Linked DNA regions of Mus musculus: region 2 is linked to region 1. A link is a contact called in public Hi-C data. All regions are on one chromosome and are shown on one strand. Each heading gives the region's core, a stretch centred on a gene start, on an enhancer-like site or on the middle of the called end of the contact. The rest is flanking DNA. Distances are from core to core; before and after follow the strand shown. Region 1 holds the start of Nlrp1a (NLR family, pyrin domain containing 1A). Region 2 has its middle 8.8 kb from the start of Gm23311.

Region 1 (5,666 bases), core at 2,303-4,802:
CAGATCTGAAAATGTCTCCAAGACTCATGGTCTGAGCTCAGTAGTTTTGAGGAGCTGTATATGGTAGGGGATTGTCTGTTAAGGCCTTGCCTTTCTCTCTCTCTCTCTCTCTCTCTCTCTCTCTCTCTCTCTCTCTCTCCCCCTCTCCCCCTCTCCCTCTCCCTCTCCCCCCTCTCTCTTTCTCTCATTTGCTCACTCTTTCTTACCTTTGTGGGTCTGAATAACGAGAAAGAATGTCCTATCAGAAGGAGACAGTGGTTGTGTGTTGGTCAGAGAGGCAGGGGTAGGAGGTGGGGAGAACTGCTGGGGTCCTTCATGCTTGGCCTCATACCCTTCTCGATGATCACATGGGGGACAATGAGGCATTCACAGGTGCTGCTGGGAAACCCTCCTCTGGGACTACAAAGTTCACACAACTCCTGGATCTACCCTGGTCCTCTGTGTAAGTCTCTATTCCTTTCTGAGCCTCAGCTCCCCCATGTGTGGCTCTGAGCTTCTGTCCCACAGGGTTGTACACTATCATAACAGCAGAAATAGCATGGGCTTGTACTTAGAATTATTGAGCATTTATTGAATATCAGACTGTTTAACATTTGACATGGATTATCTCTCAACTGCTACAGCCTAAGGAGACAGCTGTTCGCCTTCTCATTTCCCAGATGGATACAATTAGGAAGGCTGGAGCCTTGCCTCTGCCTAGCTCCAAAGTCTGGGCATGTAGCAATGGTGTCATTAATTGTTCTTCTCAAGAGCTGGCTTGAACCCTATGCCAACCTTCTCAAAGACTTCTGCATGCCTGACTACAAATACCCCACTACAGCTTCAGGGTGCTTCTTCCAGGGGCATTTGAGCATCAAATGGGGACCTGAGCATGCACTTTTGTAGATCAGAGTGTTCTGTAGAGTTCAGTTAGGGGCTTCTGAAAGCCTTCCTGTTCCAGCCTCTGCTGGGGCCTGTGAACTCTTTTGTCAGGATGATAGCCTGCCCATGGAAACCTTGGCAGAAGGGCTCAGTGGTGATGAAGGGGCCACAGAGTGATCAATTGGGGCTCTTTGTGTACTTACTTAGCTTCAAGTTCCTCTCTAGCTGCACTCTGTGCTTCATTAGCTCCACCTCCATAAGTTTCTTTGTTTTGAAGGTTGGGTCCACATCCTCTTGACCTTCATGCTGAGCCACTTTTGTGCTACTTTCCTGCTTGGACTGAGATTCTTCCATGATGATAGAGCCCTTGAATACTGCTTCTCTGAGCAGTTTGTGCTCTTATTGCTTCAAGACGCTCTTCTGTTGTTGCAAGCAGGAGACCAGTGGCTTCTTGTCTCTGCCAGGTAGTTCTGCTCTGTGAATGGGTGTTTGATCAGAAGTGATAGAGGAGACCTGCTGATAAAAGAAAGCAGACAAACCTCTACAGGGTCACATCACCTTTGATCAGAACAATTGAGACACAAGTCCCTCCTGGGGAGTGGGTACTTTGTGCCCAGGTGCAGGGGCTTGGGCTTCATAGGGCAGAAGAGAGAACACTGAGACAGGAGTATGTAACAGTGGACATGCTCTTTAAAATTTCATAGCTGAATGATGCCAGTGGATGTTCTAGCTGTTGTGTTGGCTCTCCTGAAGGCAGGTGTGCTGAACCTTATATTGAGTTGGGGTTTCTTAGCTGTCTGAGTTTCTTCTTTTAGGTCATTAAGGTTATTTATCTCACCCCAAAAACAGATGAAAGGAATGGGTGGTGTGTTCACTTACTGATTGGTCCCTGTGGGAGGGGGATGATGGAGGTGGAGTTCCATCCTGTTCCTAGTGGTTTAGGGGTGTGTATGTTGCAGGTGGACTTCATGTGCTGCAAAGAGATTTTGAACTTGATCTGCTCTGCTGGATCAGTCATGTGATTGCTGCCATTTACTTCTGGAGAAGCTTTTGAAACAGGTATAGACAGGAGGCTGTGAACTGTACAATGAGATGGAGCAGAGGGAACCTAGTAGGTCCCTAGCTAGGGCAGCCATTGTCCTAATGTAGACCTAGTGATGTCAGTGATTTGATCTAGGAGGACCTTATGTATAACTTCTAAAGGACGGGGCAAAAATGACATATGAGGATAAGAAGAAATGGAGAGATCAAGGGAAGGAGCAGAGTCAAAGGGAACCCAAAGTGCACCTGTAGGAGACAATATTCAGTAGATTTTTTTTTTTTTTTGGTCTGGTGCTTCATCAAATCTTTGGGTGCTGTTCTTCCTTGGGTTTGCTGGGTTTGTTGGTGCACAGCAGTACTGTTCCTAAAGTAAGGCACTAGTCCCTATAGTAGCAGTATGCAGGAGATCTAGGTCTTTTAACTTTGGAGAACCACAGCAGGGAAGACTGCCTCAGCCTAGGCAGAGAAATTGATGGAAAGGGAGGTGTATGAAGGTAGACTTGTAGACAATGAGAGTAGGGAAATGTAGAGGTAAGAAGATGGAGGGTTGCAGGGTCAGAGCATGATGGTTGGGAGGATTAGAGGATACAAATCAAGGGATGAGGTTGGGGTCTGGAAAAGGGGGTGTTGGGGTACCAAGGATGGGAGGATGTGTGGGCAGGAACACAGGGATGGAGGATGCATGATGGATTATGTAGGACACTCACTATCCCATGTCCTCATCTTCCTTTTCTAAAGTTCCACTCTAAGGAGATCACTATTTCAGCCATTACTGTGACCCAGGGTAAGGTGGGAAGATACAGGACAGAGCGGAGTAAAGGCTCAGTCTAAGTTAAGGCTAGCCTCTTCGAAGGAATCTTTAGAAGTCCTCTGTCCCTGGGCACCACAAAGGAGGAACAAGACTGAGTCAACTAATAATTTGATTGAAGGCACATTACCCAGAGAAAGCCAAAGGGCCACCTGTATGCAGGGGACAGTCCGACACAAGATTTCTTAGAGGCCCTGATGTAAAGATAAAAGGAAAATTAGTTCAGTGTCCTTGTCCAGGAGTGGACTTGGCAAGGCAGGTCTGACACTGAAGCCTGTGCCTCAGAGGAGTCAAGATTATAATATAGGGGGACCCACTCTGACCCCTGTGCTGTGGTTATGGTCCTAAGGCAACTATGTTTTCTTCACTAACTTTGTCTAACTTAGTTCTCTGGGGACGTTGGCTCTCCCACACCACCCCATGTAAATAGCATAGATTCTCTCTCTCTCTCTCTCTCTCTCTCTCTCTCTCTCTCTCTCTCTCTCTCTCTCTCTCTCTCTTCCCTGGTCCTCCCTCTCAATGCCTCATCATTCAGGAGAGTTATTCCTGCAGATTCAGGGTAGAGAGGAGGATGCAGGATAGGCTATAACAGGAGCAGGCACTTGAACCAGACAGGTAACCTAGTCTATCACCCATCAGAGCTGGCTTGCAGACTCTCCAAGCAGAGGCTGGGGCCCTGGGCCCTGGTTTTCAGGCCGAGATCCCCATGTCTGTTTTTGTGTAGTGAGGCCAGCCCTTATCCTCCCAGGTCTAAGTGGTTTGGTGGAATCTGGGTCCCACTACTCACCCTGCTCCTCTATGGGGCCCACTGGAGTGTGTGTCTTTGAACAAGGCTCCTCAGCTAAGAAACTGGTCTCCAAAAGTGAAAGAGACTCTGGCCCATTTTCAGGAAGGCAGGCATCAGAGAACGGCAGATGTACTTCCTCTGAACACTGGGAATGGAGGTTGAACATTACTCAGCTTGTTTCCTGTTAAGTCTCTGCAGATGCCTGGGCTGGAGGAGTCAGGGTGAGAGCTTCTTCCGGGTTTGCAGAAAGCCCTGCTTGCCTGACCACAGGACTCATGTCTGAGCTCAGTTCCCTCTTCCATTAGTGTGGGACCTGAAGTTTGCCAACAGGTCCCAGGTCAGCAGTAGCTTCTGGTTCCCCCCAGTTTTGGGCTCTTGATCTCTGTGCTTCCTCGCCTTCCCTATAGCCTGCCCAGCCACAGTCTGCTCATTTCAGTAAATTCCTCTTAGACCACAAACACTGTGTATGTATGTATGTATGTTACACACACACACACACACACACACACACACACATTTGACTCCTGAAGTCTCCTAAATGTCACATTCGGTTTTTGAATCTCACAAACATCATCTTGTTTTTCTGTAGGTGTGTGGTGTGTGTGTGCATGTTCATATGCAAGTGGACTCATGTGTCTGACTTGAAAGCTTATGGGTGTGGCTAGTCCAGCTAGGCAGCTAACCCAGAACATTTCCTGTTTAGTGTTTCTGAAATGTGGGATTACAAGCCTGTAACCATGCCCAGCAGGCACCTGTGAAGACTCTGGGGATCAGAGCACCTGTCCTCAAGCTTGCTTTTTTTTTTTTTTAAAGATATTTTCTTTATTTACATTTCAAATGTTATCCCCTTTCCTAGTTAACTCTCCGAAAATCCCCTACCCCCACCCTCCCCTTGCTCCCCAACCCACCCACTCCTGTTTCTTGGCCCTGGCATTCCCCTATACTGGGCATAGAACCTTCACAAGACCAAGGGCCTCTCCTCCCATTGATGATCCACTAGGCCACCCTCTGCTACATATGCAGCTAGAGCCATGAGTCTCATCCATGTGCTTTCTTTGAATGGTGGTTTAGTTCCAGGGAACTCTAGGGGTATTGGTTAGTTCATATTGTTGTTCTTCCTATAGGGCTGCAAACTCCTTCTGCTCCTTGGGTACTTTCTCTATCTCCTACATTGGGGACCCTGTGGTCTGTCCAGTGGATGACTGTGAGCATTCACTTCTGTATTTGCAAAGCACTGGCAGAGCGTCACAAAATCTTGTTGGCATCTGCCTAGTGTCTGGGTTTGGTGGTTGTTTATGGGATGAATCCCCAAGTGGGGACGTCTCTGGATGGTCATGCCTTCAGGCTCTGCTCCAAACTTTGTCTCTGTAACTCCTTTCATGGGTATTTTGTTCCCCATTCTAAGAAGGAATGAAGTATCCGCACTTTGGTCTTTCTTCTTCTTGAGTTTCATGTGTTTTGCAAATTGTATCTTGGATATTCTAAGTTTCTGGACTAATATCCACTTATCAGTGAATGTATATCATGTGTGCTCTTTTGTGATTGGGTTACCTCACTCAGGATAATATCCTCCAGATCCCTCCATTTGCCTAAGAATTTCATAAATTCATTGTTTTAAATAGCTGAGTAGTACTCCATTGTGTAGATGTACCACATTTTCTGTATCCATTCCTCTGTGGAGGGACTTCTGGGTTCTTTCCAGCTTCTGGTTATAAATAAGGCTGCTATGAACATAGAGGAACATGTGTCCTTATTACCAGTTGGAACATCTTCTGGGTATATGCCCAGAAGAGGTATTGCGGGATCCTCCAGTAGTACAATGTCCAGTTTTCTGAGGAACTGCCAGACTGATTTCCAGAGTGCTTTTACCAGCTTGCAATCCCACCAGCACTGGAGGAGTGTTCCTCTTTCTCCACATCCTTGCCAGCATCTGCTGTCACCTGAGTTTTGATCTTAGCCATTCTAACTGGTGTGAGGTGGAATCTCAGGGTTGTTTTGATTTGCATTTCCCTGATGATTAAGGATGTTGAACATTTTTTCAGGTGCTTCTCAGCCATTCGGTATTCCTCAGTTAAGAATTCTTTGTTTAGCTCTGTACCCCATTTATTAATGGGATTATTTGATTTTCTGGAGTCCAATTTCTTGAGTTCTTTGTATATATTGGATATT
Region 2 (5,666 bases), core at 1,569-4,068, 140 kb after region 1:
CTGGGTGAGGGAGATGGTGGGGATCACAACAGGAGAGACCAGGTCAGGGAAGATGTAGGGAGAGAGTACTGGGAGAGACAACTGAATTTGAGGTGACATCTCAGGGTTGAGCTTCAAACCTAGGACAATTGAAGCTCCAAAGAATCTAGGAAGGTGACCTTAAGAAGACTGCTAGCAATGGAGGATATGGCATATGAACCGGCCACCTCCTGTAACCAGGCAAGACTTCCAATGGACAGATACATTGAGACAAAAACACAGGCAAAAAAAAAAAAAAAATCCTTAGACCCACAACTTGTCCTGTGCACAAGAAGGCAGGGGTATAGATGGAGCAGATTTTGAGGGAAGGCCAACCAATGACTGGCCCAACTGGAGACCTATGCCATGAGAAGGAGCCCACCTCTGATACTGTTAATGATATTCTCCTATACTCGAAGACAGAAGCCTAGCATAATGGCCCTCTGAAAGGCTTCACTTAGCAACTGATGAAAGTTGATGCAGAGATGCTTGGGGAATCCTATGGAAAGGGAGAATATGGATTGACAGAGCTGGAGGCATCGAATATACCACAAGAAACTAAAATGAAGCAACAACAACAACAACAAACCCTACAGAGTAAACTAACCTGGCCTCGTGGGGGCTCATAGAGACTGAAATGCCAATGGAGAGAATGCATGTGACATATCCAGACCCTGTGCATATACATAACATTTGTGCAGCTGAGTCTTTCATGAGAAGCTCCTAAAGTGAAAGCAAGGTTTTCTTGAACTACATTGTCTGTTTTGGATTCCTTTTAACTAACTAGCTTGCCTTGTCTAGCCTCAATAGAAGAAAAGGCACCTAGTATAATTTGATATGCCAAGGCTGGTTGATATGGTTGATAAAAGGGAGGCCTTCCCTTTTATGAGGAGACGTGTAAGAGGGGTGGATGGGGGGGATGAATAAAGTGAGAGAGAGAGAGTGTGGGAGGAGAGGAATGGGGGTATGATCCAGATATAAAGCAAATAATAGCTTAATTAATAGTAATAATAAAAATAAAAATATTTCTAAATCTTGAGCCATTTCCAGGATACTGTTTCTGCTTGCTGCTTGTGGTGTAAAATAGGAGCTCTCAGCTGCTGACTCCAGTCACCATACTTTCTCTATGCCATGAGGCATCCTGATCTCTCTAGAACCATGAGCCCAAATCAACTCTTGTATAAGTTGCATTGTTCATGGTGTTTTATCAGAGCAAGTGTAAATTATTCAACACAATAAGCAGTCTTTCTACCAATGAGTTACATCATTAGCCCATGATATTTTGAGACAGCATCACACTGTAGCCCAGGATGGACTGGGACTTTTGGCCTTATCTCTGCATTCTGAGTTTTGGATGACAGGTGTACACAGCCAAGCTCAGCTTCTCCAATTCTTAACGCTGTCTTTTATGAGCAATGGGGTTCTGGTTCATACTAACTTTTTTGTTTTGATAATTGATACATACTCACTTTTCTACAAGTACTTATTGGTCCATCCTAATCATAGAAAATCATTGACACCTTCCTGCATGTGTCTAACATGGTCTGATCACATGCACTCTTTGCCCTACTTCCCCCTTGTCCTCACCTATCCTGTTATCTCACAGTCACTCCACTACTTTCGAGTCATTTGGTTTTCACGGGAGCCTTTTCTTTCCTGTCAAAATGGTGTCAAAGTCCAAAAATCAAGACTCTTCCTGCTTTAACCTCATGAATGATGGAATTGCAGGGTTATGCCAGCAAGTCCAGCTCAGATTATTAGAAGAAAATGTTTTAACCCATTAAAACAGAAGACTTAATTAAAAACTTTACTACCCCTGAGATCACTCCCTTCCCCATTACTCCTTATGCCCGTCCTCATGGCAAGAGTCACTCCCTATGTAATTAGAGAAGGTGGCTGTCTTCTCTCCCAGTTTCTGTGGTCCTTGGACAGAAATTTTATTTCTCCTCTTGTGACGGTAGGTCATTGTATAAAATAAGTACTTAATGAATATTTATGGGGTGAACCATGTAGAGGGAAGGAGACACACACTGATTCTAAGTAAGCTGTGCTACACAGGAGTAGCAAAGACATCTACCTTGCTGCTGGGATTGGCAGAAAGTTAGGGAGGCTTTCAGGTGAGTCCCAGGGCCAGGCTGATTTTATTGACACATACAGATATTATCTGGGCAGAGAAACCATACGGATTCTCATACCTATGCATTCCTAGGCAATGGGGAAAGATTTCAGGGCCAAGGTTACTTTCATGGGGATAGGAGATGGTGCTTACAGGACTGAGCTGTTTCTCAGAGAGAAAGCATGTCAAGAGGGAAGATCAGTAACTGTGGCCATTGGAACCCTGTGAAGGGTGAAGATGATTTGAATCAGAGAAGCTGCATGTTCCTCACCTCGGTTCATGGCACCATCCCATGATCAAGCACACGGAAGAAAGAAGAGAAAGATGCTACAATTCAGCAGTTAAAGGTTACTTAGGACCTGTGCCCTGCTACCCTATAACCAGCTAAGATGCTGCTGGTTCTCAGAACATGTGGGCTCATGGGATTCACAGAGAATCTGGAGAGTAGGCTATGTCAAATACTCACAGAACCATCCCAGGGGCCATTAACTTATATCCCTGCTGCCCTTTTCTGTTCAGCTGTAGACTCCTCACATGACTGCACAACCGAATGAAGAAAGTGACCACCATGAGATCCATGTCTGTCTGTATCACCAGGTTCTTCAAGTTTCTCTGCAACACTGTGTGTGCAATGTTTATTAGTCCATGCATTATTGTTCCTCGAAGATCATGCATCATGAGTGTCAGGAGCTCCATTTCCTGTTTTTCATACAGACAGTGGAGCAAACCCAGACAAGATGGTTGATGGGGTTGCAATTTCTGTAGGATGTGCCGTATCATCAACTTTGACTTCCCAGAAAGCTTGCAGGAAAAGACCTTTTGCATTTCTTTAAATCCCTCTTTACTCAAAAGACCAAATAGAAAGCGCACAGTGGGTGCCTCAAACAGGTTTTGTCTTCCATACCTTTTTACCAGTATTCTCACAGTTCTGTTGATTTTCATATCACCATGTCTTCCCTCACTATCCTCCAAGATGTAAGACATTGCTGCAAAGAACTCCTGGAGACACAAGTGGGCAAAGCTGTAGCTCAGAGAGCTGGCCTGCTTTTTAAGGACACCTATCTTCAGGAAAGTGGCAATGGCATCCTCTTCTAACCCTTGCTTACAAAGGTCGCTTTCACTGAATAGGGTCCTTCTTTTCCAGATGCCTTCAGCAGCCAATGAGCAGAGGGCTCTAAGCTGGGTCCTCCTGTGCTTACCTGGGATTGTCAAGGAAAGGTATTTCAGGCAGAGAGCTGTGGTTGTCTGTGAGGTCAGGGAGATTACTCTACCCTGGTCCATCTGCTTTTTCAGGCAATTGCAGACCAAGCAGCACACCCAGGGAACCTCACATAGGGTCAGGAGCACTGAGTTTGATTTAATCAATCTAAATGCAGCAATTGCTTCTATTTCCTTCTCAAAATATTTGTAGAAATAGTTTTTCCGTTCCAACATAGTGAATCCTAGGACTTCTACCTGCCATGGCTGCTTAAAGTTAGAAATGAATTTCTTTAGTGCTGTGGTCCGAGCTGTGAGCAGGAAGGAAGCCCCAGGAAGGATAGATTTCCCTAGTAAACTGCCCAACAGTGTGTGCACAGGCTGCATTTGACTCCAGTGCAGACATAGCTCAGGATCCTGATCCTTCAAGACCCATGCTGGCTCATCTATGCCATCCAGGATGAAAAGCAGCTCCTCAGGGTGAGACAGAATCTGCCTGATGGGAGCTGTGGGCACTTCCTGGCCTTGTGCTATGAACTCAGCCAGACTCAGCTGCTTGCTTTTGGACAGCTCTGTGCAGCTGAAGAAGAAGACATGCTGGAAGTGATCCCTGTAGAGCTGGCCTTCCTTCCAAGCGTTCCTCACCTGCCTGGCCAGTGTTGACTTCCCAATCCCAGCAGCCCCCACTATTACGACCAATTGAGCCTTTTCCTGCTTATTTAAGTTTTGGCCAAATAAGTCTTGGATCTCAATCATATGTCCTCTTTCTTCTGGTACACATTGATGCCAGCTTTTCCTGGCAAATGTCTTTGAGCCTTGTGGGCACAATTTTTGGGAGAGTAGTAGGTTTGTGAAATTTTGAGACAGATTCTCCCCTTTTGATGGCTGGGTGGAGTAAAGATTCTCCTTTTTTTGCTTCATATACATTTCTGAAAGGATTCCTAAATAAAAGAAAGTTTGAGAAGTGTATATGTTAGTGATGTGTGTTCATTCAAACAATCCTTTCCTCATTCCTTCCCTCCTACCTTCCTCCTTCCTACCTTCCTTTCCTCCTTTTTTTTTTGACCCTTTATTATCTAGATGCATTTAGGAATCTGTCTAAGCTGTATAGCATATAGGCTTTGGACACTGTTATATTCTGAACAGTGTAGTGCAGAAAATGTGAGTTTAGAGAAGATTCTACTTCAAGTAGTCATGGGACTAATAACAATGCTGTCTGAAATTCATTCATGCTTCAGACATTTATCAGTTTCTTACTCTGTGTCAGACCTGCTTTTGAGGCTGAGAGTAAAGGGTGAGTTCACAGACATAATTCTGTCTTCATTCAGCCTATGAGATTATGCAGTAGCTCCACTGAACTCTGCTTTCCCATTTGTAGTTTAGTGGCTGTGGTCTCTCCCTGTAGGAGGCTGTGGAGTAGTGGGGGAGATTGCAGACAGTGGATCAGATGTCTGCTCCTTACAGATCCTACTGGATCCACCATTGCAGTCCTGACAACATCAACTCAATGTCCTGAGATTTTGGGTCTGATGGGAAGGTCTAGGAATGCCATAGAGTCCATGTTTCAGGACATAGACTTGGTCCCTGGTCCCCAGGCCTGGCAATTTTGGCTGTATTTTGTACTGTATTCCAGCTATCTTTGGTAACAACAAGCCTTGTTTGTGGCTACTCTTTGGATATGTTTTGTCTGCTCTGAAACTCAGTTTGAAATCCAGTTGCCAATGTAGGACTAAGGGATACTCAGGAATAAGGGATACTGATCCAGTGTTGGTGTTTGGAGTCATGGGTCCAGGCCCTTTAATAATTAACTGACCAATACTTTTCTCTTAGGAATGGGCAAGCTTTTGTGAGAAGGGGTACCCCCTTTTTACCAGCAGACACCTTTTTGCCTTTATACGCCCTTTTTGAGGTTAGATAGTCATAGTTTTCAGTCTTAGTATTTCAGCCTCCAGAACTATAATTAACATGCATGTTCAAAAAAAAATCACTAAGCATGGTGCCGTAGCTCTATAATTTATCACTCAGAAGACAGAGGCAAGAGAATCAGGAGCTCAGGCCCAACTTTTCTATATGGAAAATTTGAAACCATCCTAGGATACAATCAATCAATCAATCAATCAATCAGTTAATCAATCACTAACTCAATCAACCAACCAAAAAACAAGAATAAAAAAAGTTGCCCACTTATTTAGAAGGGGGAAGAAAATAATCACAGGAGGAAGAGGAAGGGAGGGACCTGGGTGGGAGAGGAAAGGGTCCGGGGAAAGGGGAACAGGATTAGTTATGTGGGGGTTCAGGAGAGAAACCCAGAAGTCCAGGAGAGTGAATGAAAATA

The links. Hi-C and Micro-C count contacts between places; a contact is called where the count stands out from the background.
Region 2: a contact with region 1 is called in a Hi-C map of bone marrow-derived macrophages, with 4 times the contacts expected there. The contact joins the enhancer-like site here to the promoter of Nlrp1a in region 1. A contact is called at or near these places in 6 of 39 promoter capture datasets (the C10 cell line, the HPC-7 cell line, cranial neural crest and 3 more), 2 of 484 Hi-C or Micro-C datasets (both in bone marrow-derived macrophages), 3 of 115 datasets of contacts at active chromatin or transcription factors (the HPC-7 cell line, heart atrium and neural progenitor cells) and 4 of 9 other capture datasets (adipose tissue, liver, macrophages and 1 more).

The regions. Positions count from the first base shown.
Region 1 is chr11:71,141,152-71,146,817 of GRCm38.p6, forward strand. It overlaps Nlrp1a (NLR family, pyrin domain containing 1A), which reads right to left and starts at 3,553. Exons shown (of 14, transcript NM_001004142.2): 1 at 3,498-3,553; 2 at 1,065-1,377. The coding sequence starts at 1,215.
Region 2 is chr11:71,276,948-71,282,613 of GRCm38.p6, forward strand. It overlaps the pseudogene Nlrp1c-ps. Among named protein-coding and RNA genes, the nearest start is that of Gm23311, 8.8 kb to the right of the region's middle. Within about 2 kb of position 2,819, at least 1 of the 459 cell types and tissues checked has an H3K27ac peak or open chromatin away from gene starts, as enhancers often do. A contact at or near this core is called in bone marrow-derived macrophages, where this site is marked.